Linked DNA regions of Mus musculus: region 1 is linked to region 2. A link is a contact called in public Hi-C data. All regions are on one chromosome and are shown on one strand. Each heading gives the region's core, a stretch centred on a gene start, on an enhancer-like site or on the middle of the called end of the contact. The rest is flanking DNA. Distances are from core to core; before and after follow the strand shown.

Region 1 (3,970 bases), core at 1,175-3,674, 84 kb before region 2:
TTTTCAGTTGGGTTTTTATTTCCTCCCTATGGAAAAAAAAAGTGAGTTTCACCAAAATCATTTTAATGACTGAGCTGTTTCAGGTTTGTTCATCTCACAAGGCTTCTGTGTCAGCTTGACACAATATAATAATCTGAGAGGAGAAAAATGCAAGTGAGAAATTGTCTCTGTAAGATCCAGCTGTAGGAAAGCTAAGGTATTTCCTTAATTACTGTTTGATATATGAAGGTCCAGCCCATTGTGGGTAGGGACACCCTTGGGCTGGTGATCCCATGTTCAGTAAAAAAGCAAGCTGAGCAAGCTGTAAGGAGCAAGCTAGTTAGAAGCGCTCCTCTGTGGCTTCAGCATCAGCTCCTGCCTCCAGGTCCCTTTTCTGTTTGAGTTCTCGCCACCACTGTCTTCAGTGATGGACATTACCCGCAAGTGTGAACGAGTAAGCCCATTCCTCCCCAAGCTACTTTTGAGTGTTTCTTCACAGCAATAGAGACACTGAACATCTCTCCAATACACTTTTTAAGTTCTAAGTTATTAATGGTTTAAGGTATACAATGATAGATATATTTTAGCTATTCAAATTAAGTTATTAGCTAAAAGACAATTTAATGTTAAAGATAAACAAATTGAAGCCCCTCCCACCAATCCTTTTGGTAAGAAGTCGGAGGTTCACTCTCATTTCAGTTTTAAAGCTTAGAGATGTGGGCTGGGAGAAGGGAAGATATGGGGCATTTAGTATAGTTTAAGCTGTTTGCTTGCCTGCTTACTTGTTTGAGACAGAGACTTTAATGTTTTAATCCTGGTGTACCTGGCACTCATTTGTCACCCACACTGGACTCCAACTCATGTCGATTCTCCTAACTCAGCCTCCAAATGTTCACTATTCAAGGCACAGGTCACCATGCCTTGCTGCTTAATATACTTGGGGTAGGGTGCAGGAATAGTTCAAGGTGCCTGAGAAATAATACAGGTCTACCTTTAAAACAAGGAACAATTAATTTATCCTTTTTATTTCCACAAATATTTAAAATTAGACTAATAAATTGAAAGCAGTAATTTTAAATGGCTTTATCTGCAGTAAACCATAGCAAATTAAGAAACTATGTTCATGATATATATGCCTTTTCTTTTTTTAAAAAAATTTTTATTAGATATTTTCTTCATTTACATTTCAAATGCTATCCCAAAAGTCTTCTATACCCTTCCCCCACCCTTCTCCCCTACCCACCCACTCCCACTTCCTGGCCCTGCCGTTCCCCTGTACTGAGGCATATAAAGTTTGCTAGACCAAGGGGCCTCTCTTCCCAGTGATGGCCGACTAGGCCATCTTCTGCTACATATGCAGCTAGAGACACAAGCTCTGGGGGTACTGGTTAGTTCATATTGTTGTTCCACCTATAGGGTAGCAGACCCCTTCAGCTCCTTGGTTACTTTCTCTAGCTCCTCCATTGGGGGCCCTGTGTTCCATCCAATAGCTGACTGTGAGCATCCACTTCTGTATTTGCCAGGCACTGGCATAGCCTCACAGGAGACAGCTGTATCAGGGTCCTTTCAGCAAAATCTTGCTGGCATATGCAATAGTGTCTGCATTTGGTGGCTGATATATACCTTTTCTTGTTAGTTGAGGTGTGCAAAATCCATTCTGATGGATTGTTTTCTTCATTCACCACTAGAGAGCAGTGTGGAGTTATTAATGTTCAGGTCATGTGCAAAAGAAAACCAATTAGACAAAAAGTGTACAAGAATAAATAATCCTTGGCTCCTTATGTTTATTTTAATATTCCTTAAGATGGAATGCTGTGAGTAAACACAGAACAGATGCAATGTTACTGCAACTGGTTTTGATACTAATATGCTACTAGGGACCTTGATTCTGTTTTAAGCTTTCAACCACACTTGGGAGTCAACCACACACAAGATAGATAGATAGATAGATAGATGATAGATAGATAGATAGATAGATAGATAGATAGATAGATAGACAGACACAAGATAGATAGATAGATAGAGAGAGAGAGAGAGAGAGAGAGAGAGAGAGAGAGAGAGATAGATAAGTTGCCCAGGCTGGCAGATGGATCAATTGTTAGTTATTTTCAGAATTTTATGTGTCCTTTAACTTGACTATAATTTATTAAAACTCCTCTCTCTCTCTCTCTGTCTGTGTGTGTGTGTGTGTGTGTGTGTGTGTGTGTGTTTGTACTTGATTTTCTATGTCTTGACTAAATGTGTGTAGTACCTATGGATGCCCGAAGAGGACGACAGGTGTTCTGTAGCAGAATTCTTGTTAGCTCTTGTAGCTATACACTGAGAACAGCCCCACAGGTCCTGAGTAAGGAGAGGCGAGGATCTGAAAGCCCTTTCTCCCGCATGAGCTGGTCTCTGGCAGTCTAGAGCCCTCCGAGGCCGCCTTAAGCCTCTTGCTAACCTCAGCACTCCCTTGATCAGCTCTAACTTCCTGGTACAAATCTCCACTTAGTTCTCCTAGAGGGGTCCTAGGTGCAGCACTTCTGAGGCACAATCTGTGATGCTTAACCTCGCACCTTCCTCTCCTTTCTTCCCAAACAACGGCCTCTTTTCAATGGCTGTTCAGAGTCATGTCCTTCCTCCCATATCATTAAGATGTACCAGTTATCTTAGTATATACTGCTGACCTTTTTACTCTCTGTCTCTTAAACCCATTAATCAGTCAGGCAGCGCGCGCATGCACAAGCTTGTGTGTGTGTGTGTGTGTGTGTGTGTGTCTGTCTGTCTGTCTGTCTGTCTGATATAAGCACATGTGTGTATATTTGCTGGTACAATTACATGTATGTGTACACGAAAATGATGGAGGCCAAGGTTAATGTCAACCATCTTTATTTGTCACTCTCTACCTTAATTTTTGAGACAAAGTCTCTTACTGCTCTTAGATCTGGCTAATTAAGCTAGTCTGGCTAGAGCCCATTGCCTATCTCTGCCTTCCCAGCACTGGAATTGCATACACTTTATTATGTGTGTGATGGGGGTCTGTACTAGGGTTCTCCTGCTTGCAGAAAGGTGGGGTTTTTTTTTTTGGCTGAGCCATCTCTCTAGGCTCTGTCTTTAGGTTGTCATTGGCTTTTGTTGCAACTCTCAGTAGCTTTATCTACTCTTAATGCACCTTGCCTATTTCCTCTCCCACAAAGCTACCTTAGTATTATTAGTAACCTGTACGCCCCTGTGTAGACTGCTTCTGCCTTCAGCTCTTCTTTTCTCTAGCTCTACCCTTACAAGCTTGTCTTCCCTCTTTCTGAAAGAGCCATTCCTTCCTTATCTCGGTCTAGGTATATTGTTTCAGGACCAGTGCCTCCTTCTCATTCTACTGTTCCAGATATCAGTTTATAAAGCAGTTGGCAAAGGACTTGTTTCCTGTCCTCCGGTGCAAGTGCAGATAAGGCCAGGTTTTGTTTTTCCTGTATGTGTGGCTAGTTCTTGTTCCAGTGCTTCCTATCAGCTGACTCGGTGTCTAATGGTGCATCTGTGTCCCTGATCGCTTTAGCTCAGTCTAACCATTGCTCATTGTACCTCTTGATGGCAAAGACTCCATCCGATTTCTTCATCATCGTCATTCCCTTAGTGGGAGTCACTCAGATACTATTAATGAATGGCTTTGCCACAGTCATTCTGTCACAGTTCTCTCCACTATCCACTGCCACCAGCTTCCTTCCAGACCAAGGTTCATCTCCTTAGCCCTGTGTATCAGAGCATTGATAACATTTTAAATTGTTTGAATGATTGTTTTTCTCTCATTGCTAGTAACATAAAGAAGAACGCTTCTGTGTTGATTTGAAGGAACTTTGTGTATTGCATATAGTTGATCCTTAAGACATGTTCAAAATACATAGAAAAGCTCTCTATAGAACATGCACATGTAGCTATGTACTCTGCCTGTTTGCCTGGAAGAGTATATTTCCTCTCCTGCCTCTGAAATTGCAATGGCCCTCTGAGCCACTGCCATAGT
Region 2 (4,055 bases), core at 878-3,377:
AGTGAAATAGAGAAGAAATAAGATGATCAATAGGTAAAATCTTTAGCCCAAGAGCACTAGGCATTGTTACCTACACATAGCATCCCTATAAAAGTGAGAGCCATGCATATAGATTCCTGTGCACAAGTTCATGGGCATCTATAACATGACTGACTTGTTGAGCAGTTCCTACAAAGCTCGAGACACAGGAAAATGCAGTCTTTTATTGATTTACTCAGTGGTTCTGAGCCTGGAAAAGTTAGGTCATATTTAAACTATGCAAACATATTAGGGTGTCTAAAAAAAATCATATTCCATGATTAGGTAGCTAAAAATTCTTTTACATGAATGTCTTACCAGACCTTTGAAAATTACGAGACAGAATAACTCTTTGATGCTCAAGACTATCAGCTGTATTTTATATGTTAGTCCGGAATGAGGTACGGCATCCTTCCTATAAACATCAAAAGTGCACCCCCAACACTGTGGTCATAAATAAATAGTGCCTCATGCATTTCCACAGATGCCCTCGTGTGCACCACACTCGGGCTGAGAACCCAATACACATCAGCCCAAACTCATCAACAACAGTCCCCACGTGGACAGAGCTGTAATAAACGTTAGATGAAGAGGAAAAAAAAAATCAAGTAAATGAAGATAATAAAATATTCAGAACATAACCACATATGACAAATAAAATTAATTATTATACTTAAAAACATGATATCCTTTATACAAGAAGCAATTACTATTAAAGAAACAAAATCTGAGGAAGGTTTTTAAAAGAAATTTTAAATGTCTTTTCCTATTATGAATATAATACCTACTCAAAAGAAGTTTTATAATGATTAAATAAACTTTGTATAAAGCACTGTTTCTACTAGATTTTCTAGCCAAAAAAAGCTATGTTTTTCATTTAATTTAATTTTTTTTTTTTTTTAGTTTTGAAGTTCTATATTATGCAGTAAATATTTAGAAGTAGCAATGCTCATTCAACAAAGATGGTGGCTGAGGCCCAAAGAAGTTAAGTAAAGACTGAAGTCGCTCTTTAAACAGTGCACATCAGGGTGGAAACTGGAAACCTCCATATGCAGATTACTTCACCTCCGCGTCTGCTGTCTGAACTCTATTCCTACACTGCTGGTGTGCTCCTTCCCAGTGTGACGACACAGCTTAGCCAGCTCACCTCTGTTCACACCATCAGTTAGTGTAAGGCAAGGATTTATTAACAGCTGTGACTTGCTTCAGAGCTTGGCCAACGTTGACACTTCAAGCTGATTGTTCCAGAGAGCTGACTCTTGCAGTGGTTCCCAGCCTTCCTAATGCCTTCATACAGATCTTCAGGTTGTGGTGGCCCCAGCCATAAGATTATTTTGTTGCTATTACACAAGCGTCATTTTGCTACTGTTAGGAATAGTAATGTAGATATGAGATGTACAGGATATGTTACTCCCAAAGGGGCCGTCATATACTGCTTAAGAAGCGCTGCTCCAGAGGCTCTTTCTCTTCTAACACCATATTACCAAACACGATAGCTTTTAAATTGCACTCACTTCATAACTCTGAACGTACAAACTTAAAAGGTACAAAGAAGAACGAATCATAAAATGGAACTTTCTACATAATACTAATGTTATTGTTAAATATCCTATTAACCATTGCTCCATAACAAATCACCCCAAAATTTGACAGCTAAAATATTTTAGTATTCTATCTTATGGTCCTGTTGAGTTGCTAGGTGTGGCTGAGCAGTTCTTACTGTGGGACTCTCTGATGTAGTTACAGGCAGATAGCTCCTGACTTTACAGGCATCCGATGAGTCTGCTAGGCTGGACATCCAAATGGCTACTCAACTTGGAATGTCGACTAGAATACCCGTCTCTTTTGTACCCTCTCCAGCATGGAGGCCTTAGGAAGCAAAATGTTCACGGTGGCTCAAAGCTCCCACACAGATGGTTAGATGGGCAGAAGAGAAAGTGCAACTGCTTCTGTGGCTCAGCCTCCGGAGCTACAGGGTTTTACTTAGACCGTCTTCTGTCCATCTGCTCAGATTCCAGGGACGGGGCTCAGGCCCCATGCTGGGTGAAGAGGTACCATGATCACATTTTAGAAGATTGTGTAGGCAGAAGGTAGTTTTGTGGTTACCTTTAAAGAATCTAACTTTCCATATTAGATTATATCAGATATCAGCAAGTTAGTCATGAAGGCTGCATAACATCTTCCGTGTGTCAGTTAACATGTGGCATTTAGCAGAACAACAGGCTCTCTTTTTTATGTCTGTCCCTCCCCTTAGCATCACTACCTGCTGTTTGTTTTCCTTCAGCATCCTACTGTCTCTCCCACTCCCAATCTTCTCTAAGCCAGGAACCAAAAGCATACAGGTGGATGACTGAATGGATGGGTGGATGGTCAGGGGTTGGAAGCGCAGCTGAATAAATGGATATAGAGGTAGGAATGCAAACACGAGAGAGAGAGAGAGAGAGAGAGAGAGAGAGAGAGAGAGAGAGAGAGAGAGAGAGAGAGGAAGAGAGAGAGAGAGAGAGAGAGAGAGAGAGAGAGAGAATGAGAATATTTCCTCCTAATTTTCCAATTGTTAAGGCATGGGTATAAACCTGGCTGGTCAGTAGCATTGCCTGGCTTGATGCGCTCCCATTCACAGGCCCTTTGGGAACTTTTGAGACAACAGATACATGGCTGAAGATGGGAAACCATGCTTCTAAAATATTGTCTGTCCACTTTATATGGTGGGTATATGTTGAAATTTTTATGTAACCTAATACATTTTTAAAAATAAAGTTATATATCAAGAAAACATAACAATTGATTATATAGAGGATTTCTCTGCATCTTAGAAAGGGCTGAACTCAATCACTTCTAATATATATGTGGAGACCAGTATTCTATGTTTAAACATTTTTATGCTTGTGTGGAAACAGTAGGGGGAAACACCTGCATACACATAACCCAGTGGATATTGTTGTCATTAATTTTAATTACCTCACTCACATTAACCATTAGCTCTGTCAAACATGATTATTCAAAGAAAATATTTGAAATTCAGCAGAACTTCTCTGGAAGAGAACAGAAAACCGACACGTGCACTCTTTATCCTCCACAAGATTGTATGTGCTTTGCTGTTTAAAACCAGCAGTGTCTATGCTGTCTTCTTTAAAGCATAGCTGTTAATGTTGGCATGTTTTGTCAGTGCTTTTCGGATTTATAGGGCATACCTCTTTAACTTTAATGATTGAGAGAAACTTAGCTCCTTTGCTTTTTTTCTGTAAGCAGTGGTTTTTAAAATGTATATTAACAGGAAACAGAAAATCACTACAGCGAAGTAGCTCAGTCAGCCAAAACCCCCAACCTCATTTCTTTTGCCTTAGCTATCTGTGTATTTCAAGTTATAATTTCAAATATTGACTTGGGTAATGGTTTCCACTTTCATTTAATAAAAATACATTCTAGGATAATACACTAAAATTCTTCCTTGGAAACCTGTAGGATAAGTTTTTTTTTTTTTGAATCTATATCTTTTTTTACAACTTTTAAAAATTTTTGTTTTTATTTTTTATTATAATTATCATCATCATATCTTTTCTTATAATCATGATTCCTTTCCCAGCCCATCCTCTGACAGTTCTTCATCCCAGTCCTCCTCCCCTTCTCCAAGAGGATGTCCTCAGCCCCCAACGCCACACCACCACACCACCCCTTCCCTGGGGCCTTATGTCTCCTGTGGGTTAGGTGCTTCTTCTCTCACTGAGGCCAGACCAGGCACTTCTCTGCTGTATGTCTGTCAGGGGCCTCATGTCAGATAGTGTATGCTGCCTGGTTGGTGGCTCAGGGTCAGAGATCTCAGGGTTCCAGGTCAGTTGAGAGTGCTAGTCCTTCTCTAGGGTCACCCTCCTCCTCAGCTTCTTCCAGCTTTTCCCTAATTCAACCACAGAGGTCTCCGACTTCTGTCCATTGCTCCAGTGTAAGTGTCCGCATCTGACTCTTTCAGCTGCTTGTTGGGCCTCTCTGAGGGCAGCCATGCTAGGCTCCTGTCTGTAAGCACGCCACAGCAGCAGTAATAG

What was found. A called contact is a pair of places that touch in the nucleus more often than the background predicts.
Region 1: a contact with region 2 is called in a Hi-C map of group 2 innate lymphoid cells, with 2.3 times the contacts expected there. The contact joins two enhancer-like sites. A contact is called at or near these places in 7 of 484 Hi-C or Micro-C datasets (the HL-1 cell line, astrocytes, bone marrow-derived macrophages and 4 more) and 3 of 9 other capture datasets (adipose tissue, liver and pancreatic islet).

Annotation. Positions count from the first base shown.
Region 1 is chr11:90,614,360-90,618,329 of GRCm38.p6, reverse strand. All of the region lies in intron 4 of Stxbp4 (syntaxin binding protein 4), which reads left to right. Among named protein-coding and RNA genes, the nearest start is that of Stxbp4, 22 kb to the left of the region's middle. Within about 2 kb of position 2,424, at least 7 of the 459 cell types and tissues checked have an H3K27ac peak or open chromatin away from gene starts, as enhancers often do. A contact at or near this core is called in group 2 innate lymphoid cells, where this site is marked.
Region 2 is chr11:90,530,288-90,534,342 of GRCm38.p6, reverse strand. The region is part of intron 16 of Stxbp4 (syntaxin binding protein 4); the gene reads left to right. Among named protein-coding and RNA genes, the nearest start is that of Gm34850, 59 kb to the right of the region's middle. Within about 2 kb of position 2,127, at least 2 of the 459 cell types and tissues checked have an H3K27ac peak or open chromatin away from gene starts, as enhancers often do. A contact at or near this core is called in group 2 innate lymphoid cells, where this site is marked.